Linked DNA regions of Sus scrofa: region 2 is linked to region 1. A link is a contact called in public Hi-C data. All regions are on one chromosome and are shown on one strand. Each heading gives the region's core, a stretch centred on a gene start, on an enhancer-like site or on the middle of the called end of the contact. The rest is flanking DNA. Distances are from core to core; before and after follow the strand shown. Region 1 holds the start of ACTN4 (alpha-actinin-4). Region 2 overlaps ACTN4 (alpha-actinin-4).

Region 1 (4,413 bases), core at 1,629-4,128:
AGCAGGACACGCCAGACTCAGAATCTAAAGCAGCTGGTATCAGAGGGGCTGTGAGCCACCCTTTCCCTCAACCTTGCCCAGTGCTTGAGGAAGGGAGCTGACACACAGCAGCGAGGCCTAGGGGTTCCGGTGAGTCCTGGTTCCCGCCCAGGCCGGAATGGTGGGTGCCTCAGCCTCGCCCAGCATGCAAGGGAGACTATGGGTACGAAGAAGCACACACCCTAACAACTCCCAAAGGAGTGGAAGTGAGCTAGCAAAGGGAGCACCTTTGGGAGTGGTAGAGACGGGAAGGGAGGGGAAAGGCAGGTGCCCACTCCCATCACCTGAGTAAAAGGTTCCAAGGCTCCTTCTCCCCAAGCACGTGCAGCTGGAGAAGGCAGAGCCCAGACCTCACAAACAACCCGGTAGCCGCAGGCTCCCCTCCCAACTTTCCAAGTCTCCTGGCAACTCTTAACCTTTTCCAACCCAGCACTGCCTCCGGCAACACACTGCTGAGTCTGCAGACTAGGGCTCTCCCCTCAAAAAGCATTTTTATGTCAGATTATCTCCATCTGCCCACCCAGAGGTAGGTGGGGCAACAGATAAGGACGCCACAGCCAACCCACCACCCCCCAACTACAGAGGAGGAAATTCAAGCAGAGGTTGGTAATTTACCCAAGGTTATGCCAGGCCCCACCCCGGGCTGCCTGGAACAGCTGCTCTTTTCACCCTTTCCCCTCCAGCCTGGGCTGCCCGCTGGGAGCCCCCAAAGCACCAACTCATACCCTCAAGAGGCTTCCAGCCACACTCACCACTCGCACCCCTTGCTTTGAGTCCGCCCCCACGTTCCTGAGAAAGCTCCACCAAAGCCACCCTCAAGTCCCACACCATACACATCTCTCTTCCTAGAGTCACAGAAGGGACCCCTTCGACCCCGCCTCATTTCGCAGGTGACAGAACTGCACTGAGACCAAGGGTCTTGCCCAAGGCCACAGAGTTGGTAACAAATCTGGAAGGAAAATTCCGATCTCCAGAACCTAACTGCAAGTACCTCCCACCCTCTGCACACACAACACTTTAAACACCCCCTCCCAACACACCCACCTACTCAACACCCTCCTTTCTTTAGCTCTTCCTGCACACACTCAAACCCTCTCTTCTATCAGGCTCCCCGCTCTCAACCACCTGAGATTTTACCCACACACACACACACACAAGCTACCTTCTCTGGGCCTCCCACTCCTTTTGATCTCCCTTTCCTCACTGTGGGTCTCCCCTAAATTGCTTCCACACCCCAACATGCCACCTGAAAACAGGCCCTGCTTTAGAAAGACCTCTTTGCCCCACCCCCCCACCCCCACGGGACAATTCTTGCAGCTACTCTCACCTCTTCCTCCCCAGACAACGCATTCTCCCTTCAGGACACACACACACTCTCCGGTCCCGGGACGGCATCTCCAGACGCCCCCACCCCCAAATTCCTCTCTCAGTCTATCCATCACACACTCCCTTCCTAATGAGACTTTCATTACCCCGCCAACCTCCCTCCCACTCTCCGCCATTCTGCCCCTTCCCTCCCTCCATCCTCACCTTTTCCAGGCTACCTTGCTTGGCCTCAGGCGCCGCCAACCCTTGGCGGAGCCTTTGTGGACGTTCCAGCAATTCTTCGGCTCCCCTCCTCAAAACGCTCCAAATACTCTCCCTATCTCCCTTGGGCCTCTCATCGATGAGGCCTTTAGCCTCATCAATTCCTTTCATGCCTTCTCTTGTCCAGTCTTCTCCTCTTCCCCTTAAAACGGGGCACCCCCAGTAAATCTCACCCCCTGCAAGACTTCTCATTCACAGGTCCCTTCGGACCCCCGTTCCAGACCTCATTCGCCACCCTCCCCATCCCCACATCCTAAGCCCCGGGTCTTTTCACAGTCACTTCTTTCCTTAGCCCCTCTGCTTTTATCTCCCCTGTCCTTCCACCACCCTTCCCACTCCACAATCCCCTCCTGAGTACCCCCCAACCCCATCTTCAGACTTCCAGAATCCTCACCCCCTTTAGAAGTTCCCCAGCCTGGGGCTCCCACAATCCTATCCTCTTCAGAGGACTCTGCGAGCCAAACAACCCCCTGCACACTCGAGCTCCTCCTCAGACTGCCCCGACCCCCAAATTCCAGACCCCCCGTTCCTCTCTCAGCAACCCCAATCCAACCCGAGCCTTCGATCCCGCCTCAGACCCAATTCCATTTTAGAGTCTCCAATCATCTCGCTGGTTTCCTCCAATTCCCCACCTCGACCCGCCTAATTCCTTCACAGACTCCCTGATTCCATGTTTTAGATTTCCATATTCTCTCCTCGGCCGCCAATGATTTTTTCAGACTCCCAATTCCTTGCTCAAGTTCTGCAACTCCTTTTCAGGACCCCAAACACCTTCTCAGATCCACCGATTCCTTCTCACGACGCCCGGTTCTCATCACAGACCCTCCACTCCCATCTCAGGACTCCCAACCCCTTCCCGGCGCCCAGCCTCCCTCGGAAGCCCCCCTCCAGCCCGTCCGGCCCGCGGGCCGCGCACCTTGCGTTGCTGCTTCTCCCAGGCCGGGTCCAGCAGCAGGTCCCGGTCCCAGTCGTCCTCCTGGGCCATGTAGTCGCCCATGCTACCGCCGCCGCCGGCGCCATTGCTCCCGCTGCTGGGGCCGTACTGGTACGACTGGTTCGCCGCGTGGTAGTCCACCATTCCGCCGCCTCTCCCGAGCCCGTCCGCTCCCGCCTCTGCTCCCGCCCCTCTGCCCGAGCCTCCGCCGCCGCCGCCGCCGCCGCTGCTTCAGCTGCTTCAGCCCGCCCTGCGCTAGCGCCTGCGCACTGCCCGCTGCGCTTGCGCACCGCGCCTCCGCCGCCGCCGCCGCCGCCGCCCTCCCGCGCGCGCGCGCGCGCGCTTCCTAACGAGAAAGGCCCTAAGACCCCGCCTCGGGAAGCTCTGAGCCTGCGCAGAGTCCACTTCCCCGCCGCCCTTCGGCTCGTGGACGAGCTTCGCCTCCTCGCGCGCGCGCGCGCGCGCGCGGCCTCTACGTGTGGGCGGGCCCAGAGAGCGAAGGATTCGGCCGGCGGGTCTGGCCATTGGGCTCTGGCGTGGAGTGTATTCCCTTTCGGCGCCAGAAATTCAACAAATATTAAGCGCCTACTATGTGCCAGACCATGTTTTACGCATCAACACTAAATAAGATAGACAAAACTGTCTGCCCTCATGAAACAACCGTCTAGTGAAAGGAAAAAAACACAATTTTAGGAAACAGTGTATTGGAGTTGCTGCTGTGGTGCAGCGTGTTAAGAATCCAGCGTTGCCCCAGCTGTGGCATCGGCCCCAGCTGTGGCTCATTTTCCATCCCTTGCCCAGGAATTTCCACATGCCACAGATGCGGGGGGAAAAAAAGTACATAGCGTATGTATATATTCCAAGGGGATATGTGCTATGAAGAAAAATCAAACAGAACTAGAATGGAAATGAAGTAGTCAGGATTGACTTCATTTATTTTTTTATTTTTTGCCTTTGCTTTTCAGGGCAACACCTGTGGCATATATAAGTTCCTGAGCTAGGAATCAAATCAGAGCTACACCTGCCAGCTTATGCAACAGCCATAGCAACCCACGATCCTTAACCCTCTGAGAGAAACCAGGGATGGAACCTGCATCCTCATGGATACCAGTCGGATTTGGATTTACGCCCTGCTGAGCCACAACGGAAACTGGCAGAGTTGGCTTTATGAACAAGGAGGACAATTAAACAAACTCTTGAAGAATTCACAAAATGGACATGGTAGCTCCGAATGGATACTGGCTGACTGGGAAAGTGGAGGATTTTTTGGACGTGTTTACTTCACTCATTCAAAAAGCATTTATTGAGCCTCTGTTGTATTCCAGGAACTCTTCTTGGATGCTGGTGATAAGGTGCTGAGCATGGTAAGTGCGCCAAGTTCTCAAGTGTATGGGGGACACGACAGTAAATAAATACAAATGACACTCACACATAATAGGTGTCTCAAGTGTAAGTACCCAGAGTTGGGCTCCTGATCTTCCTCCCAAACCTCGTCACCCCATAGCCATCCCCATCTTGGTCAATGGTGCCTCCGGCCTTTCAGCTGTGCAGGCAACAAAGCTTGCAGTCATCCTTGGCTCCTCTTTGTTTTCACACCCTACATCCAGTCGTTCAGGAAATTCTGTCAGATCCATCTTCCAAGTATATACAAAATTCACCCACTTCTCCCATCCCACATGGCCACACCCTGGTTCTGTCCACCCTCACCTTGTCTTCACCTGGACCAGTGTCCCAGCCTCCTCAACATTTCTCAAGTCCTCCACATGCCCCCTTCCCCACCTCTCTTTCTCCAAAGAAACCAGAAGGAGCCTGAGTCAAATCAAGCTCCTCCCTCCCCTGCTCAGAACCATCCC
Region 2 (4,404 bases), core at 685-3,184, 70 kb before region 1:
ACCCTCCACCTCCGGAGGGTCCCCAGAGACCCACGCCCGATGGCAGACATCAGTCAGGAGCTGGGGAGGGGGCAAATCAGCTATGTCTTCATTACGGGAGCAAGAGGCGGCAGAGATATGTTGCTAGGTGAATATATATTTATATAATAAATCCGTAAGTTAATAAAGTAAATAGTAATTCTCTGAAAGTTTTAAATTTTTTTTATAGTTTTTGTGAATTTTTTTGTTTTTTTTTGGTGTATTTTGTGTGTGTATGTGTGAGGGGCTTAGAAAATCGGATATGCAGGTCCAGACAAAGCAGGGGGGTGGCTGGCTGGGAACGGGGGGGGAGGGAAAGTGAGAGGCTGGGCGCCCAGCCCCGCTCCTCTGTTGCAGAGAGAGGGGACAGAGCTGCACCCCCTCCTGGGGCCTCGGCAAGGGAGGGGAGAAGAGCAGGCAGGTCCTCCTTCCTGGGGGTGGCTGTGGCGCCCTCTGCTGGGCCCACTGCAGGCCCAGGCAGCTCCGGGACAAGGCACGTCAGGCTTTGGCCTGGATGTGGGAGGCCTTGAAGGGACCTCGGGGGCAAAGGAAGGGGTGAGGGGCATTCCTAGGGCTGGGAGGGAACATGTTTTGCTATGGGATCCACCGTCCCCTCCAAATAGTTTAAAAAAACCCAAAACCCAACACATCATATACATTTCCCAGACCAGGAGCCTGACCCTGGACGTGTCCCTTAGGCTGGTCCAGGGGAGGGGAAAGCTTCCCTGGCATCTGACACACAGACAGAGAGGAGAGAGCCCGCCCCAGCCCCTCCCTGCCCCCCGCCCCCCAGAAAGGACTGCCAGAGTGCTTTGCATAGATACAGAGTCAGGAGCTGGGAGAGAGACAGCCCCTCCTGGAGGCTGTGACAAGGGCCATCCGGTCAGGGGTTCTCGTTGGGGGGGGGGGGCCCTCACAGGTCGCTCTCGCCGTACAGGGCTGTGGAGAAAGACTTGTAGTCGAGGGCGCCGGGCACAGCGTCGGGGCCCTGGTACGGCGCCATGCGGGCGATGCAGTACTCGGCCTGGTCGGGCGGCAGCTCTCTCCGCAGCTCCTCCGCCGTGATGAAGTTCTGGGGGTGGCAGGGTGGGGCTCTGGGTCACCTGGCCCCTCAGGCGCTGCCCCGACTGCCTCCGAGGAGGTGTCCCCCTTACCTTGTCGCCTGCCAGGACCTTGAAGGAGGCGATGACCTGGTCGGCTGTGTCGGTGTCTGTGGTCTCCCTCGACATGAAGTCGATGAAGGCTTGGAAGGTCACGAGGCCGCTGTGGTTGGGGTCGACCACGCTCATGATGCGGTTGAACTCGGCATCGCCCTGCGAGGGGGTGGGTGGGGGACAGGTGGCTTTTGAGCGGGGGCAGGGCGGCCTGGCCCTGCCGGTGGAAGCTAGACCCGGGCCGGAGAGCAGGGCCTGAGCCCGGCGCACGTGGCAGGCGTCGTCACCCTGCCTCCGAGGGGCTTGGCTCCCGCGTGCCCCAGACCTGGGGTGGGTACCCTCCGCCTCTCCCCTCCCACATTTTTGGGAAGCGGGGAGTTGGGGTGTGGATCAAACAGATCTACTGCTCCTCGGCCCTGGGCTCACAAGTTAGCTCTGGAGGGCAGGGAAGAAAGAAAGAAAGAGAGAAAAGGGGAGAGCGCGGAGGCCTGACTCCTCTCTCCGGAGACTTCCAGAAAAGGAGGGGGGAGGCTCAGGGAGTCATCGGAGGGACCCCAGCCCAGCAGATGCAGCGGAGGAGGAGGGAGGCTGCGCTGCTCTGGCGGAGGGGTGTCCCCGAGGACGTGGAGACTCTGCAGGCGGGGGTGGGGGAGGAGAGGCACGGCAGCGAGGGGGAGGCAGAGGCTGCATACCAGGCTGTATCCTGTGGAGATAAGCAGAGCCCTGAAGTCATCGGAGTCCATGCTGCCTGTCTGCTTCTGCTCGAGGACGCAGGGACAGCAGAGGAGGCCGGGCCCAGAGTAGGCAAGAGGGGCCGCCCCGTGTGCACAGCAGGGAAACGGGACAGTGTGGGGAGCGAGGGAGACAGAGGCGGCCCCGAGGGACCGAGGAAGGGGGAAGGTGTCCAGAGAGACACAGGGCAGGAGGGAGGCAGGAGAGCCGGTGAAATGGCACACACGATGGCAAAGGTGGGGGGGACGGCCAGAGGGAGGGGAGGCAGAGAGAAGGAGAGAGAGAAAGAGAAGAGCAGTTAATGCCACGGTCCGCTGGGGCCCAGGGGGCGCGTACCTGCCGGTCATTCTCCACGTCGTAGCCCAGGCTGATGAGGCAGGCCTTGAACTCCTCCGGCCCCAGCGCCCCGCCGTGGTCCTGCCGGCGTCCGAAGGCAGGTATGCGCAAGGGGCAGCACGGAGGTGGGGAGAGGGGCCGGGGTCCCATGCAGAGGGCGGGGGGAGAGGGGCACATGGGGGAGGGAGACACAGAGTTAGAGGTGATGTGGACAAGGCGACAGCCAGGGTGGGGCAGGTGCCGAGGGCACGGGGGCCTGGCGGGTGGTCGGAGGCCTCCCCCCACCTCTTTTGGGCCAGAGCAGGGGTGGGAGCTGAGAGGTACAGGGTTGAGGCTCAAGTTCCAGGACTCCTGGGAGGGCCGGGGGAGCTCCCCTCGCTGCCTGTCCTGCACAGGACGCTGGGTCCTTGCCTAACAGTGCAGAAGGCAGCAGGTGACACATCAGGCCCAGCAGGGCAGCTGGAAATTGGGCCAAACTGGGGCTCAGGGCCCTTCTAAAGGGGCAGCCAGACCAAGTCTGACTCTGAAAGACTCTGTGGGTGGGTGTGGCCATCGATGGATTCCTGGGTCCTGGTCTGTTCTGGCTACTCTGGCAGGTGGGGAGGAAGTCCGGCCGGGAGGGCGTGGGCTCCCCTCTCGCCCCCCGAGGGAAACTGCCCATGCCGTGGCTCAAGGTCACGCACCTCTGCACGCTTCAGGGGCTGGGGCCCTGCCAGCCCCGGGGGAGTGGCCTCTGATCCTAGCAACTGTGACACGAATGGATGGACAGATGCGAAGACAGAAGGGGCGAGGTGGGAGGTGACAGCGGGGAGGGAAGGTGCCCGGGGCAGTGGGCGCCGCTCACCTTGTCGAAGTGATTGAAGGACGCCCGGAACTCCTGCATCTGCTCTTGGCTGATGCCCTTGGCGTCGCGGGTGAGGATCTGGTTCTCGACCTCGTTGATGGTGCGGGCGATGGTGGTGAGCAGCTGCTCCCAGCCCACGCGGATGTGCTGCGGGAGGGAGGGGCCCGTGAGTGCGGGCGGCTGGCTGGGCAGAGGACCGCTGTCTCTCTAGCCGAGGGGGGCTCGGAACTGGGCGCTCCTTGCGTGGAGGATGTGTGGCCTGCGGTTGGGCCGGCCCTAACTCCCCGAAGGCCCACCCAGCTGCGGCTCCTGTGCACACAGGGACACAGGTGCCCTCCTGCCTCTGCCCACACTGGGGTTCAGGTCTCGGTGGGGCACAGCCCAGTGGACCCGGCAGAGGACCGGGTCTTGACCCCTGTGCCAGGATCCACACGGAGACCTTGCAGAGGCATGCTGGGGGATGTGTAACTATTTTTCTGGAGGGAAAGACACTCTCACTTTTTTTGCTGGTATCTTCGGATTTGCATGGTCTAAGTACCATCGCTATGGACCATTTCAAGCCACCAACATGATGGCAACCACGACGCTTTGACCCAGTGCTGAGCTGGGAGGCAGGACACCCCCTCTCCCCCCGCACAGGCTGACTGGATCTGTGTCCGCAACTGCTGAGGACACACTGCGGGTAGGTGATGCTGCCTCCCAGCTCTCCTGGGCGCTGGTTCTGAGATGTGTGTTGTCACGGTGACTGGAGAGCAGTGATGGGGAAACTGATTTTTAGAAACAAGTAAACATTTGATCTAGTCTTTCTGGTCAGAGTGAAAGAGGAGAAAGAGGAACGAGCAGACGCCGTTTGGATAGAGCGCAAAAACCACTTAGAGTAAGGCGGCCTGGCCTGGGCTGCTCCAGGGATCCGGTGAGCTGGGGGAAGGGAAAGTGGGGTGTGGGCCATGGCGGGCGTACCTCCATGGTGTAGTTGGTGTGTTTGTTGTCAAAGATGAGGGCCTCCTGGATGAGCTGATGCTGCTGCTCCAGCAGGTCCAGGTTCGGCTTGTAGTCCACAATGCTGCGCTCGTACTGCTTCAGGTGGCTCAGCTGGTCTTCCAGCGTCCCGTTCATCTCGATGGAGATGCGGCCAATCTCCTGCACGGAGGGAGGGGCTTCTGGGGGCGAGGCTGCTGGACTCCTGTCCCTGGCAGCCCCACTGCCAGGGTGCCCTCCTGGAAGGCCTGCTGCTCACTGACCGTCCCTTCCAGTGGGACAGCAGCCTTGATGCAGTTTCTGTACCAATGCTTCCTAGGGCTAACCTCGTGGCACTCCCCT

Evidence for each region. A called contact is a pair of places that touch in the nucleus more often than the background predicts.
Region 2: a Hi-C map of omental adipose tissue shows a contact between it and region 1, with 1.6 times the contacts expected there. The contact joins the enhancer-like site here to the promoter of ACTN4 in region 1. A contact is called at or near these places in 8 of 47 Hi-C or Micro-C datasets (embryonic fibroblasts, fetal heart ventricle, heart right ventricle and 5 more) and 2 of 2 datasets of contacts at active chromatin or transcription factors (alveolar macrophages and skeletal muscle).

The regions. Positions count from the first base shown.
Region 1 is chr6:47,492,299-47,496,711 of Sscrofa11.1, reverse strand. ACTN4 (alpha-actinin-4) reads right to left here and starts at 2,878. Exons shown (of 21, transcript XM_003355883.4): 1 at 2,543-2,878. The coding sequence starts at 2,704.
Region 2 is chr6:47,561,446-47,565,849 of Sscrofa11.1, reverse strand. It overlaps ACTN4 (alpha-actinin-4), which reads right to left. Exons shown (of 21, transcript XM_003355883.4): 17 at 4,045-4,224; 18 at 3,085-3,231; 19 at 2,241-2,321; 20 at 1,173-1,331; 21 at 1-1,090. The coding sequence ends at 932. Among named protein-coding and RNA genes, the nearest start is that of CAPN12, 16 kb to the left of the region's middle. Within about 2 kb of position 1,934, at least 7 of the 83 cell types and tissues checked have an H3K27ac peak or open chromatin away from gene starts, as enhancers often do. A contact at or near this core is called in omental adipose tissue, where this site is marked.